4 separate regions of the Mus musculus genome follow, and all the other regions are linked to region 2. Evidence: chromatin contacts called from public promoter capture Hi-C data. All regions are on one chromosome and are shown on one strand. The core of a region is the stretch at or near the end of the contact, and the rest is flanking DNA. Distances in the headings are between cores, read along the strand shown.

Region 1 (6,275 bases), core at 3,370-5,869, 3.7 Mb after region 2:
CAAATTGACAAACATTTTACCAATGTTTCTTCAAGGGAGGATATCCATCTTTGTATATTTGCTTTATCCTTGACTAGAGATTAACTATTTGGTGATAAAACATTTATAAATATCCAAATTACCAACCAACAGCCACATCAAATGAAGTTACCATGTCAATACAAAGAAGGCAGCAAATACTTCAAACAGGCAGTCCTCATACATCTTATAACTTCAAAGTTCCATGTAGGTACATGATCAGAAGTTGGGTAAAAAAAGATAATGAATTAGGAACAAAAAAATGTACGTTTTAGTTCTAATTCTAAATTGGGCTGCTAACTAGTCATACAGGACCCTTTACCTTTAAGGTGTCAGTGAACTACTAGATTAGAACATGAAGGTTTCTCTCTAGGAACCTAATTCTCAAATGTCACAGGAATCATAGGATAAAGCAGAAAAGCTATCATAAAAAGAATGAAAAAGATTATGGTCATGCCATGAGCTATTCATCTCACTGCCAGCAAACTGAGGAAAATCCACATGTGTTCCTGCCAGGCATTCTTCCACATGTGTTGCTGACAAGCTCCTTGGACACCGTTTATAATGGGTAGTTTCCTGAGCTTTCCACTGCTCATTATAATTACATCATACTTTTATATAAAAAGTAAAACAATTCTGCCAGGTGGGCCAACACAGGTTGTTGGTCCCACTTCCTGAGAGGCAAAGTAGATTTCTGTGAGTTCAAGGTCCACACAAGGAGGTCTAGGCCAGCCAGGGTTGCAGAGTGAGACCCTGTCTCAAAAAAAAAAAACAACAAAAAAAAAAAAAAAAAAAAAACAAAAAACAAAACCAAAATACAAAACAAAACAAAAAACCCGATTCTAGTCCTTCCAATAATTATGAAGTCAAAGTTTCTATAATTAGAAAAGAAACCAAATAACAGGGGGACATCCCTTCTCCCAAAGAAACAAGTTTATATGGGTGCAGAGAAGTCAACCCGTTACTAACCAAACTATGCCTTAACTACCCTAGTGAGAATTAATACTGAATCCTTCCTAGAAAACTGACTGAAAATGAATGCTCATTTGACTCCTTCCGTCACATGCTGCCTCCTGTATGAAGGACAGGCATTCCTAAAGCAGAGAGGACCAGAAAAGTCTAAGGTGCCCTTCAGGTTTCTTCCCCCACTGGTGGTGCCTCTGCCATCTCTTCCCTGATCCCCAATCTGGAGCCACACAGACAGTAATAATTAACATGTCTGACCTGATACTGCTATCTGTCCTCCACCCACCCATAGCACCCCTCAGCTTCACTACTTCTCAAATACACAAAAGGAAAGATGAGTGCAGAGGTTCCAATGAAGACCTAACTGCCAGGAGTCACAAAACCTTAACTGGAAGGAGTCTCCTGGAACCACTAATTCTTAACTTATAAGACATTAACTGTATCCAATCAACAGCAAATTAGTTGTGCTCTTCTCTCCATAGAAAAAAGAAAACCACCAGATTCTATATGCTCACAAACTCCAGATTCTATATGACCACCCACAAGGAGCCTTGTAACAGATGAGCTAAACTCATGGGCAACTTTGTTCCGTGATATAACAACAAATTAAACGCAATATAATAGATAAAATTCTCTGAGAAGCGTGAACCACCATACAGTGGGTTACTGTCTCTAGGTACTTCCACAGTGAGGGTTATTAACTTTCCAGTAATTCTAAAAGCTGTCCCCAGCACAGCAGACAGCCTATGGGTTTCATGCAAGAGCTTCAGGTAATTTATGGACTCCCCTAAAATCACATCCACAAAGCATGGTTGCACATGACCTATTAATAGATTTCTTTAGTTTCTTTAGTTAGTAATTCCCCAAAGCCTATGAACATCATACAGGCCTGCTAAAGATAACACTTCTATGCTACCATCACTTTCCCGATGGACATGGGTCAGAATCATTATTTTAACTTTAAAAAAAACAATTATTTCAGCTGGGCATAGTGATGCACGCCTTAATCCCAGCACTCAGAAGGCAGAGGCAGGTGGATCTCTGTGAGTTCGAGGCCAGCCTGGTGTACACAGTGAGTTCCAAAGCAGCCACAGCAACACAGTAAGACCCCGACTTCTAAAAAAAAAAAATTTGTGAAGGGAAGAGGATGTGTTTGTGTCACTGTGCAAGTATAAGGGTCAGAGGACAACAACTTTGGAGAGTAGATTACTTTTCTACCAAGGGGGTTTTATGATCAAGTGTAGGTCACCAGGATTGGCAGCAAACACCTTTACCCACTGAGTCATCTTGGCAATTATTTTAACTTTAACTTGATTGCCAAATTCTATCCTGCTTTCCTGTCCTTTCCACTTGGTCAGACCCCTGCTATCTGTAATGATGGAAATCCTGGGGTAATTTATGAATTTCCAGGTTCCTCCTACCTCAATTCATACTACACAATGCCACTAGATTAATTTTTCTAAGCCAAGGTGTAAAATTGTTTCTTAAACTCAACAATCTCCTGTGGGCCCCACACTGTCTAGTAACCTGAAATTCATCTCAATTTAATAATAACTCTTGGGCCAAGAGTGGTAGCGAACCCTTTAATTCTAAGGCTGGGAAGGCAGAGGGAGATAGGTAGATCTCTGAGTTCAAGGCTAACCTGATCCACAGGGCAAGCAAGTTCCAGAACAGTCACATCTACGTAGCAAGACCTGTTCCAAAACAAAACTAAAGAAAGAAAAACCACCTTGTTACTGGTCTTGGTTTTTATTTCAAATTTTCTTACCCTATATCCGAAATCCTGCAGACTCCATCCAAACCCTCTTAGAGTCCTCTACATGAACTACAGTTCCTTGTTGACTTCTTGTCATCCTTCATGCCACCCTTCAGTCCAGAGTCCTCAAAATACAAAACCCCTTAACTCATGTAAGAAGTACCCTCTCTGAACTCGACTTGAGACAATTTTATATATTTATGAAACATACACACACGCACACAAAGGTATTCTGGGCATGGTGGCATAGACCTATGACCTCAGAGGCAGGAAGATGGCAAGTTCAAGGCCAGACTGGGCTTTGTAGTGAGATCCTGCCATTTATTCACAGGGACATAAAAGGAGCATCGGTATATAACCCAACACACATACCTCCTCCATAGCCTGCAAAGACAGAAGCTGCTAACCATTTGATCTACATATACCTCCAAATACCTCACTGTCATGCAGTTGATGCTTAATAATTGTGCAAGGATGTAACAGAAATTTCAGCCAACTCAAGAGATTACCATCTCTTTGAAGGCAAGAGACCTGATCAGCCATGCCCTGGGTTTCAAAAGTACAGTGTCTTAAAAGCAGCTCTACATTTTACGTGAAGAATTATTTGGAAATGTTAATAATCTATGTCTCAAAGAGCTAAGTCACATTTCTCAAGCATCTCAATTTCAACAGCTCCAACACTTGGACATTATCTTTGAATTTAAAATGTTAACTAGTTATTTAAAAAATGGTAATTTTCAGTCAGCTTAAGCACATAGTTTTATGGCTCAAGGAAGTTAGATAAATGAAAGAATGTCTTTTTTAAAAGGAGAGTTTTACTAGCAGTTACATACAGACTTGGTGAGACATGTTAAGTGGATTTATACATAAGCAAAAACTCTTACAGAAACCTACAGACAACTGTGAACAGGGTATTTCATCAGGGGTAAAAAAAACACCAAATGGGGAGTGGGAAGGTAACTCTGGCATTTTTTTCCATAACTCTAAGTAGCGGCATTTTAGGGGGAGGAATTCAATTTTATGCACACAAAAAGATGAAACATTAACAGGGAAAACACAGACATTTGTGAAATATTTTATGGTGGACGAGTAAAATATTTCAAAAGCATAATAGATACACCTTCTTTTTGGTAATAATGAAGAGGAATCGCTTAGAGCAAAAGAACTTACAACTCCAAACCGATGAGTAGAAAGCCATACAGCCCTAAGCCACAAACTGATCATTTAAGGACTGTAAAGGCTAAAGGCGACGGGCAAAGTACCAAATCCTAACAATACTACATTTTAAAAGAAGATTTAAAGGAAAAGGACCCAAATCACGAGATGAGGATTAGAAAATTTTGCAAGGTCACTTGAACCTACCAGGTCACCAAAGGTGGAGATTAAGATTGTTGGTGAGAGGAGGTGCGGAGTCAGTGAAAAAAAAAAAAAAGCTGAATGCTAAAAACGTGTCAGAAAAGGACGTTCTGAGGCTGGCGTCCCGGCTCGCGCCGGTGGGATCCGGGTGAAAGTCAGGGCAGCAGTTCTGAGGCGGGGAAGCTGGGACGCCAGCAAGCCGCCGGTCAGGAGGCTGAGCACTGCAGTCACCGAGCCACTTCGCCGGGCTCCGGTGTCACCCGCACAGGCCGGTGCCAGGGCCAGCTCGGGGCAAGCCCGGCGACCCCACCCCGGCGAACTCCGGCCCGGCCGCCCTCCAGAGCCCCGCTGTACTTACCCGCGCAAAGCTGCGGCTCCCGGGGCCCGCAGCCACCGCGGCGGCGCCTCCTCAGCCCTCCGCGCCCAAGATCGCCATCTCGCAGCAGGCGTCGGCCGGGCAGCTCAGGCCGCCCGCAGCCACTCGGATCCCGCACGCCAAGCGCGCCGACACCCGGCCCTCCCCCCACCCACCCCGGCCTACACCTCCCTTCCTCGGGAGCGCGCAGCGTGCTCGCGACTCCGCTGCCGCTGCCGCGCACGGGCGCGCCTCCCCGCCGGGGCCGCTCTGAGCCTCTGGTCCAGACCGGGAATCCAGCTGCCCTCGAGCATGCGCAGCGAGCGCGCGCCCAGCCCGCCTAGGGGCCACTCCGCTCCTCCGGGTCTTCCAGGCGGTCAGGCGGAGAGGCACGCCAACCAATAAGGGAGAGGAGGTGGAGCCAGAGCCGGAAAGGGGGCGGGGCAGCCGCCGGGAAGCCGGTGGTGACTTGTGAACAGCAGCTACCTGGTCTGTTCAGTCAGCTGCAGAGCTTCCTGCATAACCTCAGGGAAGACCCTCCAGGCACGTCCGTGCTTTCGCAGCCAAAGTAGGCTGCGAAGGAAAACCCCTTGACCTCGCTTTAATATTTGATTTAGGGTCCATTAGTAATGGTAGTCACACGAGACCATTGTGTTGGTAATGAAATTGTTCCTTTCTCTTGGCACCACAGTGGCCCAGGGACAAAGCTACTACTGATTGAGCAAGTGCATATATCCCTTTTCGTACAGTTAATGGACACAGTAATTCTGAAAGGTAGCTGTCTCTTGACTCTTTGACACAATGAGTCAACTGGTTTAGAAAAGAGCTGTTGGTAATTTACATTGCGAGAAAGGTCACACTGCAGTGTAATGACCACATTACTCACCATATGGCCCGCCATTCTACTTCAGAGAAAGAACAAAAGTTCTTCCAGAATAAATAGTACATTTAGCCAAACACCTCAGCTAGACCTCACAAATTAATTTAAACCCACCCCAGAGCCGACTAGTTCTCTTGTCAGAAAAGTTCACGAATCCTGGCTTCTTGTTGCCTGTGACACCTTTAACTTCACTACTCCATAGGTAACAAGTTCTCAGCCTAATCACCTTGTAACATTTCTGTTCTAAATATCTTGTTAACATTAAACCACCTTTCTGATTCACTCCGTTGTTGCTGCAACTTTTGAAGAAGAGAAAAAAGTAGTCTACCAAGAAGAACACTAAGGCTCCATGAGTATTTGTAGGACTCAGTAAATACCACTTGAATGAACAAACGTTCATTCTTTTCCACTCTGGTCCATTAGTTACTAGCCCCTAATTTTACATATAAGTTAGGGGCATATGCCTATGGTGCACAAAAATCTCTCAAAAATGTACATGACAATTTTACTTTTCTTCAACCTATTCCTCTTGCTGTGATAAATGACTGGTCCAAAACAACTTAAGGGAAATGGAGTTTACGCTGGCTCATACCTAGTGACCGGAGCTTGAAGCAGCTGGTCACAATAAACCAGAAGTGAGGAAATAGAGTGAGAGGCATGCTTATCATGCCTTTGTTGCATATAGCCCATGGAATGGCCCTGCCCACCTCAGTTACCAGAAGCAAGATAATCCTTTGAAGGCAATGTCAATAGGCCATCTCCCAGGTGATTCTAGATTCTGTCAAGTTTCCAGCGGACACCAAACATCATGTCACTCTAATGCTTAAGGTCATTGGGCACAGTAATAACCTGTCCACAGGTCTTATGACAACGTGCTTTTCAGAGCACCTTCAAGCTCATATGCTATTTGTAGTGCTAGGAGATTACTGAATGTGTCCACTTGG
Region 2 (6,238 bases), core at 1,550-4,049:
CCCCATGGGCCTCTGAGAACTCCCCCTCCTCCATGCCCTCACCAACATAACACTACATGAAGGCATGCTCTGCATTCGCAAGATCAAACTTGTGATCTAGGCAAGCCCAGGCCTCAGCAATGGTTGTGGTGTTGCTAAGCATACACACAGCTCTGTTGGCCAGATACACTGTGGGAGGCTGGTAACTAATGCCAATCTTAAAAGTGAGTGGGGCACAAGTCCACAAACTGGATGGTACACTTGGTCTTAATGGTAATGGCAGCACTGACATCTTTGGGAGCCACATCTCTGCCGTACAGTAGGCCATGTATTTACGACGCCAACGGATCACTATCTAGTTGGCTGACTAAAAGCAGACATTGGTCATCTCTGCTATAAAGTTCCTCGTAGTAGGCTTTCTAAGCAAAAATGGCAGGAGCATAGTGGCCAGAGGACGTAGATTCTAGGACAGGGCACAAGATTGGTCTGGGATTCTGTCAGGTCAACATTCAAGGTCCCATCAAATCTGAGGGAAGCAGTGACAGAAGACAGTCTGACCTATCATCCTATTTAAGTTAGTGTAAATTGGGTGTTCAATGTTGAGATTTCTATAACAGATGTCACAGATGGCCCCATTATCTACCACGAAGGTACAATCAGAGTGCTCCATCCAGGGTGGTATGGATGGTGAGGATGGAATTGTAGGGCTCAACTACAGCAGTGGAAACTTTGGGGGGTTGAGTAATGTAGAACTCCAGCTTCAACTTCTTTTCATAACCAATAGAGAGCCACTCCATCAGCAGGGAGATGAATTCACAGCCTGATCCCCTGCCAAAGCCATGGAAAAAGGAGAAACCCTGAAGCTCTGTACACTGGTCAGCCAGTTTGAGAGTCCTGTCAAGACAAGGTTAATGATATCCTTGCCAATGGTGTAGTTGCCAGGGGCACAGTTATAGGCAGCATCTTCCTTGCCTGTGATGAGCTGAGCTGCTCAGGGTAGAAAAGCTGGCAGTAGGTACCAGTGCGCAATTCATCAATAGCTATGCATTCCAGGTCTACGATCACTGCCCAGGGCACATGCTTGCTAGTGCCTGTCTCACTGAAGGAGATCCTCAAAGAGTCATCTCTTCCCCAATGATCATGTCACTTGGCATGTGGCCATCAGGTTAGATGCCATTTTCCTAGCAGTAGAGCTGCCAGTAGGCATTTCCCATCTGGACATCAGCCTGGCCAACATTTATGGAGATGCACTCACACATGGATGCTACTTGAGGCTGCTGAATGAATGGGGGAAGACAAGGAAGCAGTACTTCTTATAGCTTGACTCTTAAAAGGTCTCTAATGATACATTTAACTATAATAATGTAGCAAACACGGTTTCTTCTCTCCCAACACTAAACTGTAGCAAACACTTTTCACTCCCTCCCCTAAATTTCTCTGCACAGAGATAAGAGGATGGATGGTATTTACCACATAGCCTCAGAGTAAGAATTCCAAGCTCTCCCCTTACCGCTCAACAGTACCCCAAAGGTGTCAGGAGACTTTCAGAGGGTTATTTTCTAAAAGAAATGTAGCTCCCCAAGAGGCTTCAAATTTTCACTCCAGCCTGCTTTTTACAATACTCAAAGTGGACGATGTGTACATACACAACAATCTGTCTAGAACATAGAATCCAGCAGTCTTTGGCATAAAACTTTTCTAGATCTAGAATTTAAAGTCTCCTTACAAACTCAGGAGGTTGGGCAGACCTAGGTCGTTGCTATTACAGCAGGAGTCTGATTTCTCTGCACCTCACATTCTTTTTTAACCTCTTCTGTGAAGGTTATTAAATACACACGACATTTATCTATATCACATAAAATAAGCTCTGTGATTTGTATTGATGACAGTCACAAATACTGTGACTTGTGGCTCACATTAGTAAAGAAAGCAATGTTAGTATTTTTAGAAATGATATTAATATCCTTTCCACCCAAGTTAATGTTTCACCTAAATTCTATGAGCCTCTATTAAACAAGTCTTTATCAGTTTATTCTGTAACATTCACACATGTAAAGCCAGTTCCCAGAGTCCTTACTAAACGTAACATTTCATCCCATCCAGTTTCTTGTACTTTTGATCTTATTCTGTAATTCCCCGAAGTGTTGGTCAATTGTTCTGAATCTAGAACATACGTTCATTCATCTTTGAAACTATTGTTTTTCTCACCGTAAGAAACTTTCATCATAATTTGAGTATAAAACTGCCACTTCCTAAATTTCTCCATTCTAACATGGCTTTACATCACTCATACCTTAGTAAGTCACGACCCACTGTCACTACATGACACATTCTTCTCCACTTCCCTTCAAGCCAGTAACTTATGTTATTAGATTTTTAAAAGATCAAAAATTCAAAGGAGGCTCTTCACAGATTTTCAAATTTACCATTTACATGTAACCGACTCACCGCCGGCCTAGCCACTCTCGCCGTCCTGTGACCCGCGCGGTCCAGGAACAAGAAGAGGGGACAAGAAAAGAGCGGGGTCCACGGAGCTCCGAGCAGCGCCGGCCCAGCGGGCGGCGGCCGAGGAGCACACGCTGCAGAGCCAGCTCCGACCCATCCCGGGGGGAAAGTCACCTGAAATGACCGGCCAGGGAGCAGCGGCAGCACCACACAGGCATGGAGAGCGGCTGCCGTCCTCCGGGAGGGCCGACCGCGGGCTGGTCCCGGCGCGCGCTCTGCCTGCACCGCGGCTCACAGGCGCGGGAGTCTGTCCCCGGCCAGCGGCTTCCGCTCCTCCCCGCCGGCGGCAGGGCGGCGCAGCGAGTGATGAGCGCCGCGCTGGGGGCGGGACCGGGCGCTGCGACGGCGACGCGCGGCTCCGCCCACCAGGTGCGGCGCGTGGACGAGGCCGCCGATTGGTGGAGTCGCGGCGAGGGGCGGGTCCACGGAGAGGGATGCGCAGGGCCGCGGCGCTGCGGTCCGGGTCCTCACGAGGCCTAGGCTCGGGGCTCGGGGTGCGTTCTCGGTGCCCGCTCTTGGGATTGCGGAGCAGAAGAGGGGAGGCTTCTACCTCAGGCCTGCGGGTCTCAGGGAAGTCCGGCCGCGAGAACCTACCTGAGCTCACGTCCTCGCACTGTCTCGGGTGCATCTGGCCTCGGCCCCCGCATCGCGGCCACCCAAAGACTCCCACAAACCTTAGGTGCTCCGGCCGCTCGCCTGGCGCTCCCCCTGGCCATGTTCAGCCTCCCTTCTTAAAGAGCGCCGCTCCACCATTCCCCGGACTGGGCAAGGCCTCACTCAGCCATGCAGAGACTAGTGGGGAAAGGGGCTGGGCCAGAAAAGATGTTTTGAGTCTCTCCAGGTGTCTTTGAGTCAGCACAGGGAGTGCATCCAACTTGGTATTTATCCAAAGTTAAAAGGTGAGGGTGGACACTGTCAGAGCGATTAATCACCTTAATTAATTAATTAATCTGCTCCGACAACGCCTTCACCCATCTCCGTTATTGGGGGGCGGAGGGGAGCAGTTAAAACACTTGTATGTTTATGTCTTTAAAAGAAATTCTCTTTAAGAATGTTGGTTGGAGTCTGCATTTTTTAAAAGAACTCATCCTGGCAGAACATTGGCCCATGCCTTAATTTCAGCCCTGGGAAAGCAGAGGCAGGTGGATCTCCATGAGTTCAAGTCTAGTTTGATCTACATAGGACAGCCAGGACTTTGTAGAGAGACCCTGTCTCAAAAAGAAAGAACTCAGCGTGCCTCCAGGATTCCATATCTAAAAGGTGTATTCACCGGATTTTAAAAATTGTTTTTCTCCTCTTTGAAAATAATGGCAGTATGAGCTCATTTTACGTTTAATGTGTTAACAGTTGTGAAGGAGAAAGGGAAGAAGAAGCTGCGTCTGCCGAGACATTGACTAGAACTGCATTATAGTGGGAAGCTTGGATTGCTGCAGGTCCATCCAGAGGCTAATTACCTTATCTAGGCTAGATCTAGCACTGCAGAACACTAGCTATTTGTCCAACTCTATGTGTGAACTAACGTCTTGTGACTAGAAGATTAAAAACTTTTTGGAATCTATTGACTAAACAGGCCACTAGCTTCCACCAACCAAAAGCTAAGAATGCAATAAGATAACACCCTGAGACTATAGTAACACTTCCCTCATCTTGCTGTACCTGTCTCTCTGGCGTGCTTTAATAAACTATAACAATGGATTTTACACTTACCTTGATTTCTTGTTCTGTGAAACTTCACAGAACTGCTTCCAGTTGGAACATGGAATTTGGGGTAGTTAAAATTGTTCCTGGCCTATAGCCACTAAAAATGGCTCCAGAATAATGTCTTCTTATTCTGTCTAAGAGGAAAGCTGTGGTTTTTTGCAATGTGATGTATAAGACTATGCTTTTTCTAATATTTATACCACTATCCCTTTATACATCTTTTCCCATTAGGTCTTTGTTTTAATTTGTAGGGAATTTTTTCATTTATATTGTTTTTTCAATGGTTGCAGAACAAAAACACCAGATTTCAAATTTACATTGGTTTGTATTTAATGTATTTTGAACAATTATTTTTGGTCTCTCGTGTACCGGGTGTGAGGGGCAGAAATGAGTACATGAGTGCAGATACATACAGAAACCACAGAGGTTATGGGGCAGAAATGAGTGTGTGAGTGCAGATACATACAGAAACCACAGAGGTTATAGAAGAATCCTGGAACAGAAGTTAGAGGCAGTTGGGAGCTCCCCAGTCTCTGTTCCTGGAACCCAACTCTGGCTTTCTGCAAAGCAATTATGTTCTTAATAGTTGAGCTCTCTCTCCAGCCCCTAATGGTTTGAATGTGTCAGAGCTGTAAGAAAACAAATTCCTAGTGTTTAAGCTTTCTGATCTGTAGTCTGGCAGTACAGCAGCCTGAGCCAAGATAGTGTATTTTCCCATTTTCTACAAACAAGTTTTTTAATCATTCAAAACAAACAGTTGCATTTTATATCATCTGGGCAAACCTAGTAATGATCATGCTATAAAAGCCAATAATTTGGTCATATAATACTCAGAACATTCCAGAGGAGAGTCTAGAAATGGTATTATTTTATAGTTTGAAGGTAGAAACCCTTTCAGATTTTTTAATCATCAAGATCATTGCTCTTTTGGTTCCATAAGCAGCTGTGCCTATCTCTGATGAAGCTAAAATTCTCTTCAGTTTTGGCCCTAGACAGGAAGTACTGTGTGGTCACTTCAATGATCACATACAAAACTGGGGGTGGAAGCTCTATTAAAGACTTCAGGTGAATATGAACTAGCCAGTATCCCCAGAGCTCGTGTCTCTAGCTGCATATGTAGCAGAAGATGGCCTAGTCGGCTGTCATTGGGAAGAGAGGTCCCTTGGTCTTGCAAACTTTATATGCCCCAGTACAGGGGAACGCCAGGGCCAAGAAGTGGGAGTGGGTGGGTAGGGGAGCAGGGCGAGGGGAGGGTATAGGGAACTTTCAGAATAGCATTTGAAATGTAAATGAAGAAAATATCTAATAAAAATTTGAAAAAAAAAGACTTCAGGTGAACAAAACTTCAGGTTTGTTTAAGGGACAGAAATCTAACAAAGAGGCTTCCCTCTTAAGTAAACCTTTTAAAGTTTTTGTTAATAGTACAACAATCCAGTTCAGCTGCAGAGAATTTACAGAAAAAGATCAAAATAACTTCATACATCATATTTTATAAGGGTTAGAATAAGAGAGCAAAAGAAGCCTAATGAGGGGTGAGATTCAGAAAAACTACCAAGCCACACAGTAAGATTCCATCGCTGTCTGAACAGAAAGCTGTGTGCCTACTTAGAAAGCTGCACCTGCACTCAGGCTACAGCTATGTCTGACATGCAGGATTTTAATGTGTTTTTTGTTTTCTCTGCTACAAAGTTGGTTTAGGAGGTCAGAACTTTGTTTCTTTGTTCAGTGTTACATAGCAGAATTTGGCTTGTGGTAAACTACACAGGTAACACCCAAGTTAACTCAACAGGGCTAAAGTTGGCTGTGTCTTGAACGAAATGGAAGGAATGAGCCAATTTAGAAGAGACATGTTTTACATGTCTTACATGTTTTATAGCTTATAAACTCAATATGTGGGCATCATTTGCAGTATTATAAGATTAGAGAAAAAACAAAAATTGAGGCACCTCATGTGACAAAATTTTTAAAATAAATTTTAGAAAATGAGAATAGAAGATGTTGGAAGAAATGCATAATAAGAAAGAGTAGGAGTAGCAGGGGGTGGTGGAGCACA
Region 3 (7,059 bases), core at 4,322-6,821, 3.6 Mb after region 2:
CTTTTCAGGTCTCTGTGGACATCTATCACATACACATACACATACACATACACATACACATACACATACACACACACACACACATACACACACACACACAATGTAAATAAATCTATATTTTATTCTGCGAGATAGAACATGGCCTTAGCATGTTCAAAGCCACTTCCCCAAAAGTTTTTCAAATTTTTGATGTAAAATCTAAACAGTGATGTTTAGATTTACTGATGGCATCTGGACACAAAGAACTCAGGAAAGCCAATTAATAATAATAAAAACAATGTGAACAATGTGTCACTAGCTTAAGAAGTACACATGATTTTTACCTTGCTTTTATTACCACAAAGTCAACTACCAACTCAAGCCCTTCCTTAAATTCTCTTAAAAAAAAAATCCTGAAAACATATTACTCTGATTGATTCAGAGCAAGAAGGAAACTTATTTATTAAGGTTTTAACTTAGTACACATTCCAAACTTTGCTACTGTTCTAACCCCTTGGTCAATGTGCATACATTCTAGAAATGCCACTGACTATACACCGAGGTCCACTGAAGGAGCAGATCATCAGATGTTTGTTTGATGATCTTAGGAGTCTGATGTTAGTACTGACTGTCATGTTGACAAGATGTAAGAGACAAGCTTCTTAGGGTAGCTATGAAGGAGTTTCTAGAATCCATGCTAAATGGGAATGAGACCACCCAATGGGCTGGGGTCCCAGACTGAATAAAAAGGAGGAAAGAAAGCGGAGTGCCAGTATCCACTGCTCTCTGAATATGGCCAGGTATAACGTGACCAGCCACCTCCCGTGCCTGCCATGGACTGCACACTTCCTTGATTTGCTTTTGTGCAGTAATTTTTCACTGCAGTGAGAACAGTAATTAATGCAGGTGTTTAAAAAAGCAATACCAGGGCTTCAATATCATCTCACTTTAGGAAATAAGCATCTTAAATGCTTGGCTATAAACTACGGGGCAACACCGCAAGTCACCTTATGTCAATACCAATCAGGGTAATGAGCTGTTACCATGTAAGGTAGAGATGCTGTAAAGCTGTGGGGCAGCTGCGCAGCAGAAGCGTGGATAACGTACTCAGGCTTGGGATCTACTGAAAGTCAAGTCCTTTAGGTCCTCCTTGCCCAGAGCTCTCTTTTCTGTCACCTTTCTGCCTCAAGTTTCTTCCGTGCGTGGAACCATCAGAGCTTTCCGCCTGCCCACTAAATATGTCTCCCTGTCTTCCCTTCCTAGCTGGGTATGCAGAGCATTCAGCTGGCTCAGATCAGTGTTCCATTTGTCACATAGTGCCTCTCTAGTTCATAGTGAACAATGCAAAAAAAAAAAAAAAGTTTTGGCATGATGGTCTTATGTGCCAGGATCCCAGCACTCAGGGGGCTGAAGCAGGAGGAAGTGAGTTCAAGGCTAGCCTGGGACCTTACCCCAAAATAAACATATTCCTTTTGTTTAAAGGTAAAACAACTACTACTTTCAATCTCTAAGTTTGAAAGTTTCTAGTGTTCACAGTGTCACTCGGTAAGAGAACATGTGCTGGCCTTCCCAACATTATATGATTATATGATTATATACTGAACAAAAACTATGAAATGTTTAACACATTGTCCAATTTCTAGAATATTCACTGCAGCATTGGTTACCATATACATCACAGCTGTTTATAACCTTCTGGCAAGTTCTTTTACATTTCCTAATCATTAATATTTAATAACACTATTACTCACTTAATACCAGTTCAATCAAACACTGGGATCAACTGCCCTGTGTCAGGCACTCTTCTGAGCTGCTGGGGAACAACACTGACATAAGGAAACTCTCACGTGAATGTGACTACAGGATAGAAAGGTGAACAAACGGAGTAGACTTAACAGCACCTCCCATCATAAGCAAGGCTGAGGAGACAAGCAGAGCAGAAGAGAAACACTGTAGGTGTTCCGCACTTTTAGGAATTGCAACAATTTCTTTTAACAATACCACCAGGAAACATTTGTTTAGATTTTCACTTCTTTTTAAAACATATGATCCCAAGCCAGGTGGTGGTGGCACAAGCCTTCAATCCCAGCACTCAGGAGGCATAGGCAAGACGATCTCTCAGGACTCCTCACAGGAGTTTGAGGGCAGCCCGGTCTACAGAGTTCCTGGGACTACACAGAGAAAGTCTTGTTTGAAAAAAAAAAAAAATCCCTATCTAGATGGAAATAAATTGCCACTCCTTCTCACATTTGCAAATAGGAATTTTACTGTAATATCATCTCAATGTTTAGAGGAACTGTAAAAGGAAAACTTCAGCCCTTTAAGTACCTGGGTGTGGTTACACATACTGATAATGCCAGCACTTGAGAGGCAGAGGGAGGAGGTGAATGCAATCCTTGCCTTTACAGCAAGTCTGGATGTTTCCCCCAGACTACACAAGAGTCTATATGAAAAAGGAAAGAGAGGGGAAGGTGGGGGGGGGAGGAACTGGGGAGAGGGGAGAGGAGAGAAGTGAAAGAGAGGAAGGGGGAGGCTGGACAGCGGAGGCACACAGCTTTAATTCCAACACTTAGGGGAGGCAGAGGATAGCTAGGGCTACACAGAAAAATCTTGTCTCAAATAAGTAAGAAAAAAATAAAAGAAAAAACAGAAAACAAGTTAATATGATGACACTATAAACCACACTATCCACATTGTTGCTTTGGTAATTTTTACAGGAAATAGACATAATATATCCATTTCATAAGATAGTGGTTTTACTAAACTGTGTAATATTTCCTTCTCATAGAGAAATTGTATTCATGTTCTATCTAATAGAAATTGGTATGATCGTAGTACTGTTAATTTTCATGTCTTTTTAAGGGTTATGATTCCTTTTAGCTGAGCTGTTATATTTTATTCTCTTTATGAGAATGAAAAGCCTCTCCAAAAAAAAATCTCTGTACCCTATTCCCAGCCTTTTTCAAATACATTTAAGCCAGTGTAGTATAACATAGCTACGCTATGGTTTAAATTTTGTTATCAGAATGTTATCAAAATGTGTATATAAGTTCCCTTCTTTATCAGTATGAAACTTAATGTTAAAAAGTTTATGATAAGTGGTCATTTAAGTTCTTTCTTGGCGACTCTTTTAACAAATCTTCTAGAGGTCTTCTACCTGGTTCATTTACACTTTAACCTAGGCAGCAGTATCTACAAAACAAATCAAGAACATTAAAACAAAACAAAACCACTTTAGAAGGAAGTTAGACTGTAACATAAAGGCCTCAGAAAGGACCTAACAGTGTAATGGATTCCTCAAGAGGCTGAGAACTAATGGAAGTGGTATTGATTCTTTCTAAAAGATCCACCAGCAAGATCAAACTTTGACAAAGAATTGTGCCTCATTTTGAATATTTAAAGGTCAAAATGTCATGAAATCATTTTTCACATCCAACATTATCTTTCTTAACTTATCTTTCACCGTTAGTGAAAGAAATTTTTGGAAAAGAGGTAGTTTAACAACTATAAATGGAATCTGAGGACAGCACCAAAAGACAGCAAGAAAGAAAACCCCACGAACCAAGGCATAAGAAGAGATGAGAGAGCACAGAGACAATATGAGCTGAGTGCTTGAGCAGATGCAGGTGCAGAAGAAATGTCACTGTAAAGAATGCTAAGAAATATTTTAATTAATTATTTGTTTATTTCAGTGTTGCAGGACTAAGCCCAAGGTCATCAGCTTGATAGACAAGTTCCCTTACACCAACCACGGTCACCAGCCCCATAAAATATCTTAATTTCCTTTGTTTGTTTGTTTGTTTGTTTTTGGTTTCCAACAGAGTTTCTGTATATAGCACTAGTTGTCCTGGAATTCCCTCTACATATCAGATTGGCCTCAAACTTAGAGACCTACCTGACCCTGCCTCCTGAGTGCTGGAATTAAGGCTTTATTTTATAGATCACTGTTTATAAATGTTCAAGTAAAATTAAAAGAGATGTCCAATTATCAACATGCCTTTGGAGGCAATGAATAATTTTGCTCCCCCAATTCTAGACGTCAGCTTTAGGGGATAGATCAGAGAAGAGATTCTGAAAGACAGTACTTCCTTCCCTTCCTGTGCCAGGCGTGTTTTAATCTAAAAACCAGAAATTCAGTTTTGTCTCATTAAGAGAGCTTCTGCATGGTCCAATCTTGGAGATGAGGCACTAGATTTTCAGGCTCGAGTGGGGTGCATTTTTCAACTCATCAGCCAAAAGGGGCCGCCTTTTAAAAAATATTCTCAAAACAGAGGGGGCAGGGTGAGGGGGAGTGTTGAAAAGCAGATAGATTCTGAGAATCCACTGTTGTCACTACAACTACCATCATCATTTATCTTATCGTTATTTATGTATCAGACACTTCGATGAGTGATCTACAAACATTTTATTTAGCCCTCACCACTCTGACACATCAGTGCTATATCCATTTTACAAATGTAGAAACACACCATAAAGGGTTGGGCATCCCACCCAAAGGTTAGACAGATAACAAAACCTCAGAACATACTTGAAACTAGACAGATAGTCACTGCCTTTCTTGTGAAATAAGATTCACTTACTTTTGTAAATCGTAAAGTATTAAAAAAAAAGTACAGACCACAATCGAAACCTAATGCTACCACTTTCAGAGGTGCCAAGTTTCATAAATTAATTCCAGTTTCCTGAGGAGTGAAAAAGATAATAGTCGCATTTATGCTTGTTGTGAGCTAACTATATATAAAAATGGTCTTAACACAGAGGTTGTGGGTCACTGCAAACCACTGGTTATTTTAATCCTACTTCACCCTCTGATTATTGGCGGCCACAAACACAACAGAAAGAAACAAAAGCTGATCGCAGTCAAGTGCATTAGCGCCAACACTAACGGTCACTATGCTCTCAAGTTTCTGACTGCAAAACAAGTAAGTGGCACTGCCCTTCCTTCGCGTCGCGTGTGCAGTGAGCCCAAAGCCCTGGACACAGGTGCAGGAGCTTGCTAGGACTTCACCCAGGCCCAGCTTTGCACCGAATTCAGTAGCACCTTTTCCCTCAGCACGCAGCCTTTCCTCCACCGTTCCCCCACACGACCGGTTCGTCTGGTTCACCAATCTTTCCCCGCTGAGCGGGACCGAGATTTCGGGGCTGTAACCCTTCGCCCCACCCTGCCCTTCCACTCGAGGCCCGCGGATCCCCGGCAGGGTTCTTCAGGTGCGCGAGCCGCAGGCCCAGGAGGCGCTCGCGGCCCCCAGGCTGACCCCCAGCCCCGGACTTCCACGGGCCGCGGACCCAGCACGCGACACTCGGGAGTCCCCAGAGTGGGCACCGGAAACCCACGGAGCACTTCCAGCGCCCGGGGCCCGGAGGGACGGGCCATGGAAGCCTGAGGGCCCTAAGTCTTCCCGCCCGGGACCGGCCCGCTTCCCGGGAGGCTGCAGGCTTGGGCTGGGACACACGGCTCCGGAGCTGGGAAAAGTCACGCACTCACGTGCTATATCGCCGCAGAAGTCGAGTGAGGGTGGAGAGCCAGCGAGGAGCACCGCAAGGCGGCAGGACCGCAGGGGCTTTACTGGAACCTGAGGGCTGGACCGCGGAGGGGCGGGGCTCGTGGGCGGAGTCCCGGAGCGGAGGGGCGAGGGCGGAGCTTGTGGGCGGGACCAAGGTGAAGTTTTGCTTTTGATAGGGAGCTTGCTGCCCAACCCATTTCAACCCATTTTCACTCCCAGTTTTCTTTGCTGCGCCTCAACCCGCTGACCTTTTAAAGAATTCTTACAAAACCCGTAATTGACTTTAGGCAGTAAAATATCTGATCTGGTCTGGGGGGGAGGGGGGGGGGGCTCGGAAGTGAAGAGCACTTGTTGCTCTTGCAGAGTTCCCGGTTTGTAGCTCACAAACATCTAGCACATTCCAGAGGATCTGGCATTCTCTTCTGATCTCCCCAAGGCAGCAGGCAGGTGTGTGTGTATGTGTGTGTGTGTGTGTGTGTGTGTGTGTGTGTGTGTGTGTACAAACATGCAAGCAAAACATTCATACATGCAAAGCAAAACAAATAAACCTTAAAAAAATAAAGAAAGAAAACAGATCTGGACAAGGAAATAGTGTGAAATGCCAGCTCTTAAGCATCCTTCTGTAGAGCGTACACCTTCCCAGAGTAATTTTACATGCTTATTTTATTTAATATATATTTATTTTATTTGGTCGTCACAAAAGCTTTGTTATGTGTTTAGCGCCACGTGCCTTTTCATAAGAATGGTGCAAGAAAATACTGTGAAATGTGGTAGGTAAACAGTTGTTCAATTTGCCTAAAGTCATCAGATTATGCTAATCTCAAAATGCCTATGGTGATGGGTACTCAAAGTCACATCCTTCTATTGAATGAAAATTTAAAATATCTGCTGGAAAAAAATGGGATAAAAATCAACAAAGACAAACGAACAGTATTACAAAAGTTACTTCACTTACATTGGTGAGGGGAAAAAGGCGGGGGGGGGGGGGGACACTCAATAGAAAGGACTAAAGAATGGAATGTGATATGTAAGCTTCCAGAGGAGAAAGGTCATCTCAGTCTTACCCAGCAGTGAACCCTAGAGCGCCAGTGATGAGCAGCCTGGAAAGACATGCCCTTTGTGCAATAGTGGCAGGAATATCATGGAAATAACTCACCACTTTCTGATTGGATTTAAGTTCCACTCCACTCCACAAAATGAAATCCATACCTGGCACTATTATCGAGGCAAAAACAACAGCTAGGCAGGTCACAGACCCAGGGGAGAATCTACTATAAATATTCTGCTCAATGGACAGAGTATCAAGTCAGCTCCTAATGGCTTTTCGTTAAACTCATAGATTAATGCACCTCTCCGCTCTCATCAGAGCAGCTTCTGTTTGCAGCCGTGGTGAACAGAGTCCCGCAAATGTCCAAGGCACAGAGGGTGAGACTAAGGAAAGCATACCCCTAAATGGGATAGTTGCATCATGCCCCCTCCTTCCAAGACCCAGCAGTGATCATTAAAGAAGACAGAAAGCAAAGAATGTAAGAGCTAGAGTCTTCTGGGCAGTTTTAAATGTGAGCTCACTGCAACT
Region 4 (6,209 bases), core at 875-3,374, 4.0 Mb before region 2:
TTTTTTCTTCACAGCAAAAGTATTTGAGATTAAACGTCAAAATAACAGAGTACGCATGAGTTTTTTCAATTATTTTCTTTTCAGTTATTCAGAGCTTAGCATATGATTGCATTCCAATTCTTCATCTCTTAACATGCTTTCAAAAGGCATATTCTTAGGGAAGCTGAGTTCATGGAAACCTGCTCTATAACTAATAAGCATTCTACCAGGTCAGTACCAATTATATAGTATTTCCATCCGACCAGAGACAGCTACAAGTCAATACACTATTAAATGCTTCTGACATGATGTATAAGGAAGATGAAAATTCTTAATATCCTTCTAAACACCCTGTAATTCAACAAAAAAAAAAACAACACTCTGTGCTGATAAACTTGCTAAATTAACAAAATAGAAGCCTCCTGATTAGGCAATAAGAATTTCAAAGTAGCTGTTGGTTAACTTGAGCAATCTCACTTTCTTTTTATTTATTTATTTTTTAAAGTTCATACACCATCATGGCCCACACTTGGCAACATTGTACGTATCAGTCTTGGGCAGATTTGGCTGATGTTGCCAATGAGTAATAAAAAGGTGCGCGCGCCGGAACCAGAAACAGAAAGAGCCCCATCCATTCTTTGTGGTGTGCTGGGCAAAGCCTGTGTCAAGATTTTATTCCACTTAATCAATAAACCCATGGACCAAATCGATTAGAAAAATGCTACTGGTGCGCCTACTCTGGAGCTTCTCGGTCTTGCAAAGATTCTAACGCAAATGAAAATAAATACTACACTTTTCATTACACGTATCAGAACCTCCGTTTATGTAATCTGATTGCATTAAACGCCCTGCATTAAGATTTGTAATTTTTCAGCATTTTCTGGAAACGCCTAGCCATTTCACAGCTCAAGTTCAGTGTCTACAAGAATGAAGAAAAGCCATTATCCTTAAAACACAAAGAACCAAACCAGCACTTGTTTGGTCAGTTTCGTGTGTCCCAGAATATCACACTTAAGCTATCAAAAAATAAAAATAAAAATAAAATCTGGTCCAGAGCGCCTTTGTCTCCTTTTCCTTATCTCACCCTTTAATTCCATGAGGACCCCTAGAGCCATCCATTCATACACAAAATCAGTCACCATCCTTCCCTGGGTACCCAACACAGGTAGTTATGTGAATACCTACCAATTCGTCTGGGCCCGGGACACACACACATTCTCCTGTCATCACAACACGGAGCCGACAACATCCACAACCCGCGCGGACAGCAGCAGCGACAGCAGCAGCGGCCCATTGAAAGCAAAGCAGAGATGCTCATTAGAGGAGGCGGCGGCGGGGAGGCGGGAGCGGAGGAGGGGCGAGGTCTCGCAGCAGCCCAGTGAATGGGCTGGGAGGGGAGGAGAGAATGGAGGGGGGAGAAAGGGGAGGGGAGAAGAAGAAACCAAACAAACCCACCCGGCAGGCGAGGCGGCATCACAGCCCCCGGCGGGCAACTCCAGGAGCCCGGACAGGCGCACCGCCGCCGCTCCATGCAGCCAGCGCACCGAGCCCACAAGCACTCAGCATCTTCAGGCCCGCCCGGCCCCACGCCGCGCCCGCTTCCGCAGAGCTCCAGGCACAGCCCGCCGTGGGCAGCCGGCTCCGCCACGCGGGGCCAAGCGTGTCAGCGGGGAGCCGAGGCAGACACGCCCGGGCCACAGCGGGCGCCCCGCGCGCTGACAGCCGGGTGCCGCCCGGGACCCGCGGCAGCTCCTCGCGACCGAGGCTCCGCGCGCACCCGGCCCTCCACCCGCGGCCGCTCCCCACGCGCGCCCTCCACTTCACCGCCCTGACGCCCCCTCACGACTCGGCAGCGGTGGACGAGGATACCAACCGGGCACAGTCGAGCACCCGCTGCGGTCTGCCCCGGGTGGCGGCCGCACCCCTCCGTGCGCGTCCTTCCCTCACTCAGCACCACGCAGCACCCCGGCGCGCTGCAGCTCGGCCCAGGCCAGCCCACTCCGCGCCCCTGCCTCGCCCGGCCTCCACCCTGCCCCGCCCCCACAGGCGCTCTTGAGCTCTTCGCCTTCTGATTGGCTGCGCAATGGCGGGTGGGCGGGACCCGGAGGGCCAGAGGGGCGGGGGGCGGAAGAGGGCGCGCTCCCCGCCAGTTTTGTGACGTCACGGAGGTCAGACAATCCCTTCCATTTGGCGCGGCTAGCCTATTGGTTCCACGCGTGCGCGCGCCCCGTGACCACGCCCTGTTGCTGGTGAAGGTGGGTTTGCGCGTGCCGCGAGGTGGACAGCCTTGGTTGGGTTGCGTTTGGACTCCCAGATGGGGAAGCGCCTGGGCGGGATCCAGCATCCCTGAGCGCGTGGCGCTTTGGTAGCCAGTTGCTTCCTGGCGGGCGGGCTTTCGCGAATGCCTGGCACTTCTGCTGGGCCCCGCGTGCTGCTCTGGGCTGGCCTGAGAGCCAAGCCTCCTCTGCACTGGGCTGCCCCAGGTAGACCGCGGGAACAACACAATTGAGGCGTGGCAGAGCGTCTCGGCGGTGTCTCGCTTCATTCATTCAAGATCAAGTTGCTGATTTTAGGGTTATTAGGTCGGATTGATAGTCAATTATTTTTATGTCTCCGGGCTAGGAAGCTGTAAACAAAAGCAAAAGGAAGTTTGATGAAGGAATTCTTATCTTTGTAGATAAGAATAACACGAGTGCTCTTGTTCTTGGAAGGACTTTGAAATCAGCATTCCCTCCTTGGTCCCTGACTCATTCAGAGTTATGAATTTTAAAATGCAGCCAGTGAAAGTGGGAAGAGCACTGAACTTGGAGTCAGAAGAGCCTTTCAAGTTATTCCCAGTGACAAAAATCCATCTTCCTCCCATGAGACTCAGTTTGCCTATCTGTGGGGTGAGGTTAGGCTTAAGATGTGCTAAACAACACACTAAGGGTTCTTGCTGCCATCTGCGGTTGTCTCTTTATGGGACAGTGCCTTCTTCACTTACCTACATCCACATAGATGCCATCTTCATGACATGAAACTTTCTTGGGAGAAGCTATGCTTCTGCCCAGTGTTAATGAGTTTACGTTGATTTATTCTACACCTTATTAACTAATAAAGTTTACAAAGTAATTTGGACTAGATAGATGAACTCCCAAGTTTACTGTGAAATTTTATTAATCCTGAAGTATTTAAATTTTTATGTAATAAAGGAAAAACCTTATATAACCAAACCTGCAATTCATAATTCCCCAAATCTTTCAAGCTGCCTCTATTTCTAAACTGGAGAATTTGCTCATCCCCAGAAGAGGCTTACGGGCAGAGATGATTGGTGAGGGGGAAAATATAGGTACCTTTCCCCAACCAAGAACAAACAAGCCAAGATCCCCATCAGTCCCCTGCCTTCCCCTCTTGGAGAAGAGATACATTTATCCTCTCCTAACAACAATCAAGATTAGCCATTTCTACTTAGAGACAGTCCCAATATATCTGATGCAAGGGTTTAGTTTGGTGTGTACACAGTAAGGCAAGAGTGTATCCTCAGCGTTTTAGGGAGAATGCCATATTCCCGGACTTTGCCTATGCATAGTTGACTGTGTGTCTAATTAATGTCAGGTGCACTACAGACAGGAACCTGCACAGATGAAAACAGTGAATGCAGGCCCTAATCTACCAGGAAAAAGAAAAGCTCTCATATTACAACCCTTATCAACCAAATTTTCTTGAACTCTCGGAAAGGAAATCCCGAACAATAATTTCATCCCTCAGTACTCTTCGTGTAGCCTACTGTCAACCTATATCTTTTTCTAGTCTGTTATTGCTTCATTTCAATTAAGTTATTGTGTGATTTTTTTGCAAATCTGCGTGAGGCCTTATTTTCAGTTCTCTGGATTAAGAGACCAAGAACCTAGAAACGCCTGACTGCTGACTTCTTTACATAAGAATTGTAAATAATGAGATTCCAAAATTCATGCCTCAACAGCAGATGACCTTGAAGGCTATCACAGTAGTCAAACTTGCTCATAACACAGTGCTATCCGCGTCGCATAAAGTTCTCTTTTCAAACTGATTTTTGTATCTGCATGAGAATTTCCAACTTATTTTACTATGTTCAACCTTTTAGTTTTCTACCTGGATAGTATTGATTTCCCCATCTTATTCTGGCTTTTGGATGACCTGTCTATATTTGAAAATAATGCTGATTCTCAGAAAGAAAAAAAAAAGTAACTTGCCACGACTAAATATAGTCAAAATAATTTGTCACCAAGATTGAATGCCAAGATATTTCTGGAATTGGGATAAAGCCTCCTCAGAGTGATGACTTTGAAATAGTCTCAGAGGTGTAAGTTCTATTCTCTAGTTACATGACTGAGTGACATGCATATTGTGAAATGCCAGCCCACAGCGATTCCAACTCCTGTGTCCTGGATGAAGTTCTCTGCCTTGACTCTCTTCTGGCTTGGCCTTCCTCTCTTTCTGGGTGGAATCCACCCAACTGGACTTACTTCAGTAGTGCTGTTATTATGTGGCCAGGGCCAGGACAGATCTGTGGGGTTTCTGCTGTAACTTGATTGTTTGAGCCACCAGAATACCTGTTGGTATTTCAACCTTGAAAGATATTGAGAAGTAACATGAAAACAACCTAGGATTATCATAGAGACAGAACAGGCAGAGAGAAAGCAGGGTCTTTGAAAAATTAACTATGTCTATCCTACACAAGTACCTTTGAGATACTAACACAGAGATAAGTGACCAGTAACATTTAAGTTGTTCTCTTGGCACACAGCATATGATCCAGTAGCCTCAGAGGTCCCAGCCAAGAAGCTTAAAATAAACCTACATAGGAGTGTAACATGTCAGCCTGATGGTTACTGTTTGCCTTTGGCCAAAATCAGTTAGAAGGAAGAGAGGCTGGTTCTCCATATTCCTCCTGATTCTCTACAGGTCTTCTGGGAAATCAGCAAGTAACTAGTAACTAGTAACTAATCAATCAATGCTTGCTTTCTTGGTGTTAAGGTGAGTCTTAAAATTAATGGTACTTGGAGTATGTCTTAATCACTGTTCTATTGCTCTGAAGAGACACCATGACTAAAGCAGCTTACATAAAAGAAAGTATTTGATTGGGGGCTTGCTTACAGTTTCAGAGGGTTAGTCCATTGCGTCGTGGCATACAGGCAGGCATGATGCTGGAGAAACTACATCCTGATCCCAGGCAGCAGGTACAGAGACTGGGTGGGCCTGACTTGGGTTTCTGTAACCTCAAAGCCCACCCCAGTGTGCACACCTCCTTTAACAAGGTCAGCATACCTCCTATTCCTTCAAAGCAGTTCACTAACTGGAGACTAAGCATGTAAATACATGAGCCTATGGGGGGCCCTTCTCATTCAAAGTACCACATCCCACTTCCTGCACCCCATAGGCTTGTAGCCATATCATAATGCAAGATGCATTTAGTCCAACTTCAGAGGACCCCAGAGTCTAAGTATCAACACTGTTTAAAAGTCTAAAATTTCTTCTGTAACTTAAGACAATCTCTTAACTGTAACCCTGTATAAAAGAAATAATAATAAAAAAAGCAGATCACATACTTCTAACATACAATGGCACAGAATATACATTACCATTCCAAAGGGAGGAAAGGGCACATAGTGAGGAAATACTGGACCAAAGCAAGACTTAAATAAAACCTAGCAGGGAAAACTCCAAATTCGGTGTCTCCATGTCAAAGTCTCTTCAGATCTACAGCTCCCTTCAGCTTTGTTGACTGAAACACTTCTCTCTTTGGGTCTGGTTCCACACCCTGTTAGCAGCTCTTCTTGACAGTTATCCCACAACACTGGCATTTCCAGCATCTTGGGGTCTTCACAATTAAGGCTTCACCTTCACAGCTTCCCACAGTGGCCCCTCTGTACCTCATGCAGGGACTGCCTTGCCAACTTCCTGGCCCGTTTGGCTTTCCTTAACCTCAGATGAAGATTCAGCAACCCCTTTACCCTGAATCCTGGACTCGTACTCCAGAACCAACTGGCTGAAGTGCCATGGTTTTCTGCTTGCTACTTGAAATGTGTCTTAGTCACTAGGGCTAGGGCTAGAACCAGTGCCCCTAATTTTATTACGTTTTCAGTTCTTGGTGATCTTCTTTTCTATCTAAGCTTTCTTTTAATGCCCCTTTGTAAGTGGGGAGCCTAGCTGGGTGGAGTCTTGCCCTGAGGTCACTGCTCCTTATTGCACTTAGTGTCAGGCTTTCCTTT

What was found. Promoter capture Hi-C pulls out the DNA fragments that hold promoters and counts their contacts.
Region 1: a promoter capture Hi-C map of pre-B cells shows a contact between it and region 2. The contact joins the promoter of Wwp1 here to the promoter of Osgin2 in region 2. A contact is called at or near these places in 2 of 39 promoter capture datasets (cranial neural crest and pre-B cells) and 1 of 484 Hi-C or Micro-C datasets (CD4 T cells).
Region 3: a contact with region 2 is called in a promoter capture Hi-C map of pre-B cells. The contact joins the promoter of Cpne3 here to the promoter of Osgin2 in region 2. A contact is called at or near these places in 6 of 39 promoter capture datasets (the C10 cell line, cranial neural crest, frontonasal cranial neural crest and 3 more) and 2 of 484 Hi-C or Micro-C datasets (CD4 T cells and uterus).
Region 4: a promoter capture Hi-C map of pre-B cells shows a contact between it and region 2, with 3 times the contacts expected there. The contact joins the promoter of 1700123M08Rik here to the promoter of Osgin2 in region 2. A contact is called at or near these places in 1 of 39 promoter capture datasets (pre-B cells) and 1 of 484 Hi-C or Micro-C datasets (CD4 T cells).

Annotation. Positions count from the first base shown.
Region 1 is chr4:19,704,385-19,710,659 of GRCm38.p6, forward strand. Wwp1 (WW domain containing E3 ubiquitin protein ligase 1) reads right to left here and starts at 4,620. Exons shown (of 25, transcript NM_177327.5): 1 at 4,455-4,620.
Region 2 is chr4:16,011,089-16,017,326 of GRCm38.p6, forward strand. It overlaps Osgin2 (oxidative stress induced growth inhibitor family member 2), which reads right to left and starts at 2,800. Exons shown (of 6, transcript NM_145950.5): 1 at 2,599-2,800. The coding sequence starts at 2,642.
Region 3 is chr4:19,564,537-19,571,595 of GRCm38.p6, forward strand. Cpne3 (copine III) reads right to left here and starts at 5,572. Exons shown (of 16, transcript NM_027769.3): 1 at 5,465-5,572.
Region 4 is chr4:11,964,450-11,970,658 of GRCm38.p6, forward strand. It overlaps 1700123M08Rik (RIKEN cDNA 1700123M08 gene), which reads left to right and starts at 2,125. Exons shown (of 5, transcript NR_040577.1): 1 at 2,125-2,234. It overlaps Pdp1 (pyruvate dehyrogenase phosphatase catalytic subunit 1), which reads right to left and starts at 2,001. Exons shown (of 3, transcript NM_001098230.1): 1 at 1,853-2,001; 2 at 1,165-1,199. The coding sequence starts at 1,195.